Regions from separate parts of the Sus scrofa genome. Here all the other regions are linked to region 1. A link is a contact called in public Hi-C, HiChIP or PLAC-seq and promoter capture Hi-C data. All regions are on one chromosome and are shown on one strand. Each heading gives the region's core, a stretch centred on a gene start, on an enhancer-like site or on the middle of the called end of the contact. The rest is flanking DNA. Distances are from core to core; before and after follow the strand shown.

Evidence for each region. Promoter capture Hi-C pulls out the DNA fragments that hold promoters and counts their contacts. Hi-C and Micro-C count contacts between places; a contact is called where the count stands out from the background. HiChIP or PLAC-seq counts read pairs in DNA pulled down with a chosen protein or histone mark.
Region 2: a contact with region 1 is called in a promoter capture Hi-C map of liver, with 3 times the contacts expected there. The contact joins the promoter of UBL7 here to the promoter of PML in region 1. A contact is called at or near these places in 1 of 5 promoter capture datasets (liver), 1 of 47 Hi-C or Micro-C datasets (embryonic fibroblasts) and 1 of 2 datasets of contacts at active chromatin or transcription factors (alveolar macrophages).
Region 3: an H3K27ac HiChIP or PLAC-seq map of alveolar macrophages shows a contact between it and region 1. The contact joins the promoter of ARID3B here to the promoter of PML in region 1. A contact is called at or near these places in 1 of 47 Hi-C or Micro-C datasets (liver) and 1 of 2 datasets of contacts at active chromatin or transcription factors (alveolar macrophages).
Region 4: a contact with region 1 is called in a Hi-C map of liver, with 4 times the contacts expected there. The contact joins the promoter of NPTN here to the promoter of PML in region 1. A contact is called at or near these places in 3 of 47 Hi-C or Micro-C datasets (heart right ventricle, liver and skeletal muscle) and 1 of 2 datasets of contacts at active chromatin or transcription factors (alveolar macrophages).

What each region holds. Positions count from the first base shown.
Region 1 is chr7:59,448,887-59,451,586 of Sscrofa11.1, reverse strand. PML (protein PML) reads left to right here and starts at 1,432. Exons shown (of 10, transcript XM_001925572.5): 1 at 1,432-1,625; 2 at 1,628-1,674. The coding sequence starts at 1,541. STOML1 (stomatin-like protein 1) reads right to left here. Exons shown (of 8, transcript XM_021099072.1): 1 at 2,323-2,700; 2 at 2,002-2,033.
Region 2 is chr7:59,069,393-59,072,092 of Sscrofa11.1, reverse strand. UBL7 (ubiquitin-like 7 (bone marrow stromal cell-derived)) reads right to left here and starts at 1,339. Exons shown (of 11, transcript NM_001243682.1): 1 at 1,288-1,339. LOC100525054 reads left to right here and starts at 1,495. Exons shown (of 9, transcript XR_002345827.1): 1 at 1,495-1,681.
Region 3 is chr7:58,997,305-59,000,004 of Sscrofa11.1, reverse strand. It overlaps ARID3B (AT-rich interactive domain-containing protein 3B), which reads left to right and starts at 1,298. Exons shown (of 11, transcript XM_021099056.1): 1 at 1,298-1,431.
Region 4 is chr7:59,767,238-59,769,937 of Sscrofa11.1, reverse strand. NPTN (neuroplastin) reads right to left here and starts at 1,328. Exons shown (of 9, transcript XM_021099078.1): 1 at 1,032-1,328. The coding sequence starts at 1,122.

The DNA.
Region 1 (2,700 bases), core at 183-2,682:
AGCACCAGAGAGGTGAGATCCTTGGTTCTGCAGGTGCAGAAAGAGCAGCCCCCTGATCCAGGTACGCAGAGGTAACTTGCCTCTCCACCAATTGAGAAAACTCAAATGCAAATGGTGAATTTACTCTGAGAAGCAGTAATTTCCAACAAGATTTTGGGCAGTCTGTCTCCCAAAGTGGGCAAAGAAATTAAAAAGCTTTCCTTGTCTCACACATGCCACTCCTGCCTCTTCAGGCCCCTCAGCCATAGACCACTTCCAGGTCCCTTCTGCAGATGACTCCTTACTGATCAAGCTGCAGGATAGGGTAGGTTCCTGAGGCTTCTCACTGTCCCTGGGAAGTTAGTTATCCTTCCCTACTATAAGCTTTACAAGAGCAAGGCCCTGTTATCATCCCTCTATAGTCTGTCCCAAGCTGGAGCTGAGCACAGAATGGGTACAGAACAGGAATGGGAGTCCGCACAATGGCTGGGATGCTTTGAAGTTTGAAGACAGCGGCATTGGCCCAGTGATGCCACCTGGAGTTGTGCTTTCTCCCCACACCAGCTGGGGGCCTGGGCTTCTCCTTTGGCCAAGAGCAAACCTGCTCTCCCCTCACTTTTCCCATTCCTGCTTGCCAGCTTTCCCCACTCTCTACTGCCTCGGATTCACCAGCCCTTCCAATGGTCACACAGGGCATCGTCCCATTCCCCTCATCTCCACACAGTCTACTCCCAGTGTCTCTGACTCAGGTCCTCCCAGGCATCCCACAGCCACTGTCCTAGACCAGACCACTGGGCCCTGGTCGTCAGAGTGACTGTCCCAGCATACGCAAAGGATCCTGTTGCTCCTGGCTTCCAAACCCTTCACTGACTCTCTATTGCCCACAGTACAGGTCGGGTCTCCCTAGCTACCATCTTGCCCCAGCCCATTCCTAGGCTGACATTACATGGGTCCCCTCTTAAATCTGAAAATAACCAAAACTAGTTTCTAAACAGGCACTCCTGTTTCAAACCTCCACGCCTTTGCACGTGCTGTTCTCTCTGTGTAAAGAGTCCTGCAATCTCTGAATCCCTGGTAAATTCCCACCATTCCTTCAAGTCCCAGTGAGACACTTCCTTTCCAGCTAGTCTCAATACTGTGTGAAAAATCTCCACGGAGGGGCCTGCTCTTCCAAAGCAGGGAATGAGATCCTTGCGGCCCCGGCTCCCCGCGGAGGGCTGGCACAAAAGCTGAGCCAGTGTGAGCTGAATGAACGTTTCAAAGCCGAGGGCGGGGGCTGCCTCCCTCGGGGTCAGTTCTGCCAAAGTCCACCTCTGAGTCTACTCCTCTCCTCCCTCTCCCTGCTCCCCGTTCTGGACGAGCCTTCAAAACCCACAGTTGGCCTCTCCGCCCTAGAGCCTCCCCCCACAGCTCGCGTCTCACTTCCTCTCGGGAGGCGGGCCCAGAGCGGGCACCTCCCCTTTGAACTGCTCCGGGAACTCAGTGCTCTCGCGCACGCCTCTGGTTCAGCTTCTCCCGCCCTCCCAGATCAAAACCGAGAAACGAAACTGCGCTGGATTCCATGCAGCAGGAACCGGCACCCGCCCGATCTCCGGGGCCCCAGCAGAACCCCGTACTGCCCCAGGCCCCCACCATGCCGCCCCCGGAGCCCCCACCGAAGGACACCAGCCCAGCCCCAGCCCCAGCCCCACAGAGGTACTACTGCGTTTGGGGAGATGGGGTTTAGGCTTTGTTGATTTGCTTTGGTCGGAGGACGGGGTAGGGGTGGGTGGGTGGGGGAGAACAGATGGGAAAGGACAAGGAAACTTGGTCAGGTACCTTAAAGAGTGACACAAAGAGGGAAGATCAGGCCCAAGGGTTCTGACCTTCTCGATTGGGGTAGGGATGCGCGAAAGTAGAAAAGGGGACCAGGATGAGTTAGGTGGGCCTCTCTGGACTGTGATTCTCTACTAGCAGCGGGGTGAGATGCTGAGGGTCAGTGGCACTGGAGACCAGACTCTTGCGCCCACGCTGGCGACTTACCTCTTATCCCTGCCTCAGGTGAAAGACCCCACCTGTTAGGACGAAAGGAAATAGCAGCCTTATTGCACTGGCTTGGGAGCCCCGAGTATGTCCCAGGCGTTGAAAAACCAGAACCCTAGTTCTTAGATCAGAAAGTGGCAGAGAGGTAGGTGTCTTGGCTAAGGCCTCAAGTTCCTGTGGTTCCCCCTTTAGGAAGCTTCTTGGATCCTTTTCTCCGAGTCCTCTGCCCTCCCAACCCCCATCCCCAAAGGGTTTAATAGGAGTTTATTAGTCTCCTCCTGCACAGACTCCCCAGCCTCCCACATCAAAGGAACTACTTACATCACTTGCTCTGTGTTCTAACAGGCCCTTTTTACTCTTCCTCTTGAAAGTACACGTAAGACCACATTGCAGTAACTTTTATTATCTGCTTTATCACACCCAGGAATAATATTAACAATACCGTTAACCTTTATGAACACTTTTCATGTGCCACGTATTGTGTTTAGCATTTTTTTGGTAGTAAAATACAATAACATCTATGTGTTATGTGTGTTTTATCCTTTTCTAAGTGTAAAAGCCAGTGGCTTCAAGCCGTTGGTAATGTTGTGTAACCATCACCCATATCTTTCCTGAGTTTTTTCATCCAAAGTCTGTACCGTCTAAGTAATAGTTCCTTATTCCCCTCTTCCCCCAGTGGCTGAGAGCCTCTAATCTACT
Region 2 (2,700 bases), core at 90-2,589, 380 kb after region 1:
GGAACAAAGCCTTAATGGTTAAAGGACAGACCATCACTCTACACCAGCCCCACCCCACCAAGGGGCTAAATGAGAGATAACTCAGTGTGACACTGTTGAAAAAGCCTAGGAAGCAGCATCAGGAAGCTAGAACTAGAATCTGGGGTCCTCTCTCATCCTATGACAGAGAGCAAGGAACTTCAGCTCTCTAGGCCTCAGTTTCTTTGGCTTTCAAGTAGATATAAAAATGCCATCCCAGCTAACAGGAATGTTGTGAGATTCAAATGAGATCATCCAACCCTCTCCCCTATGTACACTCTTCATTATCTCTTGCTTTAACTGCTACAACAGCCTCTTGCCTCTCCCTATCAAATATCCATGCTGCCAGCCAACTTGTTTTAAAACCAGATCCGATCAAGTCATTCCTCTGCTTAGAACCCCTCCAATGAATCCAAACCACCTCTATGAATAAGTCTAAATGCCACAGCCTGATTTTCAAAACCATTCACACCTTTTCTCTCTGACAACCGCCTTCCCCAAGAGCTCTGGGCTGCCCCACCCTCCCCAACACTTAGGTCTATCCTCAGGAAGCCTGGATTCACAACAAAGTTCTCCTCACTTTATACCTCTGCTCATCTGCTAACTCCTCTACATGTAATTCCTCTTCCCTCTTCAGTCTCTAAGCAAACTCCTACCAAGACCAACCCAAACACAACCTCTCTGTCCTCCCTCCCTCCCCTCTGTTGTTCTCACATTCTCTCATGGCAAAGGATTACAAACATCTGTTTACATCTCAATCTCCCCGCATCCCATTCGTAGAGGCCCTTGACAGCAAAGACTAGAATTTTTTGTCCTTGTTGTCCCAATGCCCAGTACATATGGGTGCCTAGAAAATGAATCTGAAACTATGAGAAAGAATCTTGTAAGGCAAGCCAGGCCACTGTTATAATCAATATTGCTTCCAAAGTGGCTTCTTTGGAAGAGGAAAGAAAGGCTTCGAGGCCGTCCAGCAGACCCCAGGGCACCCTCAAAACCTTCCATCTTTGCCTTTAAACAGGAAGGAAATAGGTCTTTTAATATACCCTATCTCATTTAATCCTCTCAAATGGACCCCGAGGCAGGCATTATCATCTACGTACTACAAAGGAACTGAGGCTCAAAAAAGTGAAATCAGTGGCCCAAGGTCACTGACAGTTAATACTGGGACAGGAATACTATCTCCTGGGTGACGACCCCACCATTCCCATGGGACCTGCGAACTAGTCAATACGCATTGAGCCCGCGCGGCCCGGGACCCAGCGCCCTCACCCGTCCCGCGGAAGGAACCCGGCCGCAGGGCCGCCGTGTAAACACTCACTCAGGTCCTCTCGCCGGAAACCGGAAGCTCCGCGCTGCATTCTGGGAGTTGCAGTTCCTACTGCGGCTCCTGCTCCTTTATAAGCAGCTTGCCGGCGAGAGGCGCTAGTTGCAAAGTTTCCGGTTCCGGGGAGGGTGTGACTTCGCGACCATTTGAAAGTTACGGCGCGAGGGTCTCTGGGTGCTTTCGCCTCAGAGGGTACTGAAATTGTTAGTGTTCTAGGGTGTGGGTCTCTTGGGTCGTAAGAGCAAGGCTTGGTGTGAGGTGTACTGCCCGGTGATTCCCGCACTGTCCTGGGACGCATGCAGAGTCCGTAGGTTACGCCAGGTCCTTACAGCGTCACAGGTGGGAACGCCCGCTGCCGGGCTCTCGGCCTGATTGCGGACCCCAAATGCTCCAACCTTTCCCTCTGGGAGGGCCCTTTCCCGAGCAGCTTCTTCAGACACTCCTCAGCGGTTCTTTGCAGCCCTCACAGAAAACGACTTGCCCTCGGTGAAGTCAGCCTCTTTTGTGACCCTCGCCTCTGGATTCTCCCGACTAAACCTCCCTGTGGGGGCTTACCAGGAACCCAATGATGACTTCCTCGAAAAGTCAGTTCTTAGGAGTTAGCAAACCGGGTTCCTGGTCCGCCCCAGTATGCGATGGTGGGATTTATCCAGGTCATTAATGGAATCAATTCGGGGAGGGGAATTTTCACTGAATTCTCATAGAAAATGCATACAGTCGTCCCTAGGTATTCGCGGGGCATTGCTTCCTGCACCTCCTCCTCCCCCCGCGGATACCAAATCCGCGGATACTCACTTTATGCAAAATGGCATATAGTCTGCCCTGCCTATTCCCGAATGCCCTGTCCCTCGGATACTGAGGGGCCAACTGATTTTATTGTTGTTGTTGTTGTTTTCTTTTTAAGGCCGCACCAACTGTATTTTAGATGCATGGTTAGAGTGGATTGTATTTGCGCAGGTGTTAGGCCTCGCCAATCAATTAAGGGAGCCACTTTTCTTCTTTTTTTCAATGGCCACACCTGCAGTATATGCAAGTTCCCCAGCCCAGGGGTCGAAATGGAGCTGCACCTGTGGCCTAGCCCCCGCCACAGCCACGCCAGATCCGAGCCACATTGGCAAGCTACACTGCAACTTGTGGCAACACCAGATCCTTAACCCACTGAGAGAGGCCAGGGCTTGAACCCGAATATCCTCACAGAGACAACTGTAGGGTTCTTAACCCACTGAGCCACATGGGAACTCCTTTTTTTTTTAATTTCTTTTTCTTTCTTTTTTTTTTTTTTTGACTGTGCCCAGGGCATATGGAAGTTCCTGGGCCAGGGATGCAACCTGTGCCACACAGGCAACCCAAGTCACTGC
Region 3 (2,700 bases), core at 49-2,548, 450 kb after region 1:
ATTGACTGAAATGATCAAGATGGAAGATGGTTAGAGGAAAGTAAGACAAGGAGCTGGGTGAACAAATTAGCAGATGGTCTCCTCTCTACAGAGGAGTGTCTTAAGAAGTAAGCATCAGATAACATATTACTATAAATAAAATAGATAACCAACAACGGCCTACTGTATAGCACAGGGAACCATACAAACTCTTTCATAAAAACCTATAAAGGAAAAGAATCTGAAAAAGAAAACATACATATACACGTAACTGAATTACTGTGCTGTACATCTGAAACTAATACAACATTGTAAATTAACTGTACTTCAATTAAAAAATAATAAAATGAAAAAATTAAGTCTAGGCGTTCCCCAGTTGATCAGCAGGTTAAGGATCCTGTGTTGTCACTGCTATGGCTCAAGTCACTGCCATGGCACAGGTTTGATATCTTGCCCAGGGAACTTCCAAACTCTGCGAATGCAACCAAAAAAATTTTAAAAAAAAACCACTTTTTTTCTTTTTAGTGCAGCACTTGCAGCGTATGGAGGAAGTTCCCAGGCTAGGGGTGGAATCAGAGCTGCAGCTGCTGGCCTACACCACAGCTCATGACAACGTGGGATCCTCAACCCACTGAGAGAGGCCAGGGATTGCACAGGCATCCTCATGGATACTAGTTGGGTTCTTAACCTGCTAAGCCACAACAGGGAACTCCAAAAAAATTTTTTTTAAATCTAATTTGTATGATTCACAAAAAGACTAAGCTTCAGAGAAACAAGGGTTTTTACAAAAGGTGGCAGCATTTGTCCCCCACTTTTGGAACCCAGGAAATGAAAATACTAACCCATGTGAGAGGATGCAGCATCCTTACGGGACAGCCAGGTCTCAGTCCAGAGAAGTTCGGAGAAAAGCAGATCCGGAAGCGGGAATCTCAGAAGACCAGTTTGAAAGTGGGAGATTGGGGAAGGGACTAAAGCAGAAGAACATCCTGACAGTCCTTGTCCTTTATTTACCCTACCTACCGCCCGCACTACATCACCCTCCACAACCAGAAAACGCGCAAAAAAGACTAGGCACCCCAGCTGATTTCAACTCCCCGCGAAAGTGCTGACGCCGGAACTCCTGCTTGTCTCCGCTTTCCCATTGGCAGAAGCTTCCGCCAGCTTCAACTCGCTTCCGCCCACGATTCAGTAGGGCGGGGCTGTTCCTAGAAGTCACTTCCGCCCGACCCGCCCATTGTTCCCTTTTTGGCCGCTTCCGGCCTCAGGTCCCGCCCCATCCCTGTGGCCTCGCCCCTTCCCGGCCCGGCAGTCCGGCCCAGCGGTCCCGCTTCCGGTGCGGGCCCCGCCCCGGCTGTGGCCGCCGGCTGCGGAGAAGTACGAAACCCAGCTGCCGAGCCGGGGCCTGAGTGGCCATCTCCTCCAACGACGGCTGACCCGGAGCGCCTGACACAGGTAAGCCGCTCCGGGCTCGGCTCCTTCAGCCTCGGCGGGAGCGGGGGTTGTGGCAGGTGGAGGAGACAGAGGGGTAGGAGGAAAGGCAGGTGTGTAGAGGGAAAACGTGAAGGCGCGGGCAGGCGGAGCGCGGGGGCCGCGGAGGAAAAGTGAGAACGCTGGGAGGAGCCTGGAGGCGCCCTCGCCCATTAGGGTGATTTGAGATAAAGGGATGGGATGAGTAAGGGGCCCCCGGGAACTGAGAGGGTAAGAATAGGTGGGGTTGGAGCGATCTAAGCATAGCCGGCGGATTGGCTGGGAGGTCTTGGTAGAGGTAAAAGTGATAGGGTTGGGTTGGGGGGCTATGAAGAATGGCTGGGATGGGGGGAGGTGTGGGGCTTAAAGGGAGCTGAGGCCAGAGGGATCTGGCAGCAAAGGTAAAAAGAATGGTGGGCAAGGCTGGGTTCAGAGCTGTAAGCAGTCCGTTGCGCCGGACCTGGAGGTCCGGGAACTTTAGGGGAAATGGGAGAGGGGGACGTCTGAAGGGATAGAGTGGTTTATATTTCTGAGACATAACTTTTCTAAAAGTAGGCAGGTAGTATTGTTGTTTGAATCAACTAGCTACTTAGGGACAAGGGGAAGATGGGCTCTTTGGGGGAGGGTGTGTGTATCGAATTGTAGAACTGAGTCATCTCAGTCTTACTAAAGAGGCTGTGAGACACCTCCCCCTCTGCTGGGGACAGCATGCAGGGAAGATGGTGCCATAAGATGAGAAGCAGTTGTTCAATGACGGCAGGACTTGGTTGAAAAATTACCCCACTTGTGATTGATTGCCTAATGTTACTAGGAGAATTAAAATGACCACTGAATTCTTTGTTTTATTCGTTTGTTTACTTTTCTTTGATGCAAGTTATTTTTATTTTAAATGAACATTTTTGGCAGCTGGGTTTATTTAATGCGGGTGTAAATCTTTTCATGCTTTGTTACACTATAAAAAGGGCTATAGCAGAACGAAGTATTGCTTCAGGCATAACTCACACTTTCTAAAGTGCCAGGAGAGGAAGTAAAGACAGAAGCAAATTGGAATTTGAATCTCTCACAGATTGCAAAAGGCAAAAGCGGTGCTCCTAAGATAAGCAGAAAGTGAGAATTTTAAAATTTCTACTTTGCCTAACTTTAAAAGTTGTGCCTTTTTTTTTCTAGCCCATTTAAAAAAATCATAAATCCAAGCAGTTTTTATTGCTTAGGGGTGTGATTACTTCCTCATGAATTTTTGAAGATGCTAATACG
Region 4 (2,700 bases), core at 79-2,578, 320 kb before region 1:
AGCTATGCGTCCCTGCCTTCCCAAAGGCCCCACCAGTATCATAGACACTTGCCACATTCAGCTCCTCCCTTCCCTAATTTATCCTCCACACTGTAAACCAACATTACACCCCCGGCTTCCTGCATTTTACTCCCTTCCTTTATTTTCTGTCTTCCCCCACCCCCATCTCTAGAGCCAGGCACCCTTATTTCGCTAATAAATAATTCCCCCTACCCTCAGTTTCAAGCCTTTCTCCCCATCCTCTGCTCAATTTTCCTCTCCTTATTTAGAAACTCCCTTTTGCTCTCCCAACCACTACCCTAGAATGCCCAACACTCCACCCTCCTTAGCAAACCCAGCCCTCTTTCCCCATCTCATTTAGAGCCACTGCTGCTCCTCTTTCTAGATCTCCTACTGCAGTCAACCCACTACCTTGGCTTTCCACCCACCTTCCCTCCACCTCCACAGCCAAGGCTCCCTGATTCTTTATGCCCTCCTTAAGGCTCTAGTACTCTGCTCAGTATTCTTCAGGACTCCCTTCCCCCCAACATCTCCCTTATTTTTTTAAGGATGTCACCAGTTTCACGGGGCCCCAGTTGAATCCTGGACATTTACAGCGCCTGGGACCCCTGGTCTCAAGGAGAGCCTGACACCACTCCCCATTACCTTAAACACAAACGCCTGTCTTGTGCCGCCTTCTTTAAACGCTGCGCCCCCTCCTCATCCGCCCCCGCTACTCCGGCTCCCCACGTCGGCTTCCTCGGTGTCCCCTCCCCGACTGAGAGCGACGAGCCCAAGACGTGGAGCCTCTAAGTCAGCAACACCTCGAGCTCTTATCGGACGCCCCCACCTCTCGGACAGGCGCCTCCGGTTCTCACACCCTCGCCTCTTCGAACTCCCAACCGGCATCTGCTCCTCTCGGGTCCGCAGCCCCTCAGACTCCGACGGGCCCCTTTCCCCCAGCTCCGCCACCTCCTTGGGCCCTGGACGGCTCCCTCCGGCCACCAGTGTCCCTCAGCCCCCGCCCGGCCCGCCCCCGGCGCCCGGCTTACCGTTTTGAGCGGCGCCTGGTCCTGGAAGGAGGGAGCCAGAGACCAGCAACAGCGAGAGGGCCAGGGCGCTGGGAAGCGACGAGCCCAACATCCTCCCTGCAGAAGACCGAACAGCGAATTGGCCGGGGCCGGAGCCGGGGCTGGGGAAGGGAGGGGAGGGAGGGAGGGGGCGGGCGAGTGTGCCAGGGAGAGAGCGAGGGAGGCAGCCGCGGCTCGGCTCCGTCCTTCCCCGTCCTCCTCCTACCGCCGCAGCGCCCAGGCCTCGCGAGACAATCTCTCCCGGCCGTGGGCGGTTGAGCAGCGACGGCGTCAAGGATCGCGAGAAGAGGCGGCCGCAAGCGATCCTCCCGCCCCTCGGACTCTGTGTCCCCGCCCCTGGAGAGGCCGATTGGCCTAGCGCGAGGTGGATCACGTGCCAACGGTGCTTCTGGCCACGTGATGGGGAGAGGCGGGGCTCCTGAAGCTCTCCTGGCCTTGGGGAACCGAGAAGTCTGCATTTAGCTTATCCCTCTGTGAAACGCCCATAAATAAGAGGAAGCTTTGGGAACATAATATTTCCTCCGCCCATCCTGCCTTTCGTTTGTTGGAGCGCTTGGCTGCAAAATTTAATGCACCACCGCCTCTTTTAAGCCTTCCTCTCATTGTTCTCTATCAAAGTCCTGCTATTTCTTCCATCTGGACTTTGACCTTAGACTCCCTCCTGACATCTGGCTTCAGCCTCCCACGTTAACCCCCATGTTTTAACCTTTCAGGCTAAATGACAACTGGTATTACCTTGTGCTTTACTCATCTCCCTCTGCGTGAAATGTCCTCCTTTTCCTTGCCTTTCTATTCCCCCCGCCCCCCCTCCCCTCGTTTTGGCCTTGTTTTAACTACTTAGAATCTCAGGCCTGAAGTTCAACTAGCCTAATTGCTAGTTAGACAATGTAGACAATAAATTCTATAAGGATGCCATCATGTATTAACTTATACGAAGACTCTTCAGAAGCATTTTCACACAGCCAACATTTGAGTACCTGCTGTGTACCAAGTTTTTAATTTGCTGTGAAACCCAGATCAAAAAGTTCACAACCTAGTCTATCAGAGGAACTAGGAAGAAAAATGACTGTACAGGAAAACCATCCATAGGAAGGGAGCCAGCCAAGTGCTCTGGCAATGTGGTCACTACTGTTTGCATGGAAGTTTGGGAAGTGCTCTTTTTAAGGGTATTTTTGGCATTACCCCGAGCCCTGTCAATCCTTGGTTGGTAAAGGAGTTTCTGTGATTTAGCTAATCCCTGACTCAGAGCAGACATCCTGGGGAGTGTCTGTGGAGTGAAACCAAGAGGAGCCAAGTAAACAGCCCCAGTGACCTGACTCATTTCGAAGAGAAAACTTGGAGAAACTGTAAGAAGAAGCACTCACCATAATCTTCACACTCTCAAGCCAAAGCGGTCTATAAGCTTTCAGCAAGAACCACACAGCTGGTGGTTCCAGACTGAGTTTTCTAGAAAGCACTGGGTCTATAAGTATAGCATGTTTTCACGGAAATGAAACTATATCTTTCAAAACCTCAGATGTGTAACAAAAAGGTTGACATGTATCTTTGAACAAAGGATATTCAGCAAACAGCTCTATGTGGAGGGTTGCAGGGCTGCCTGTGGTAGAACCAGTGTTTTCAGCTGATGGAA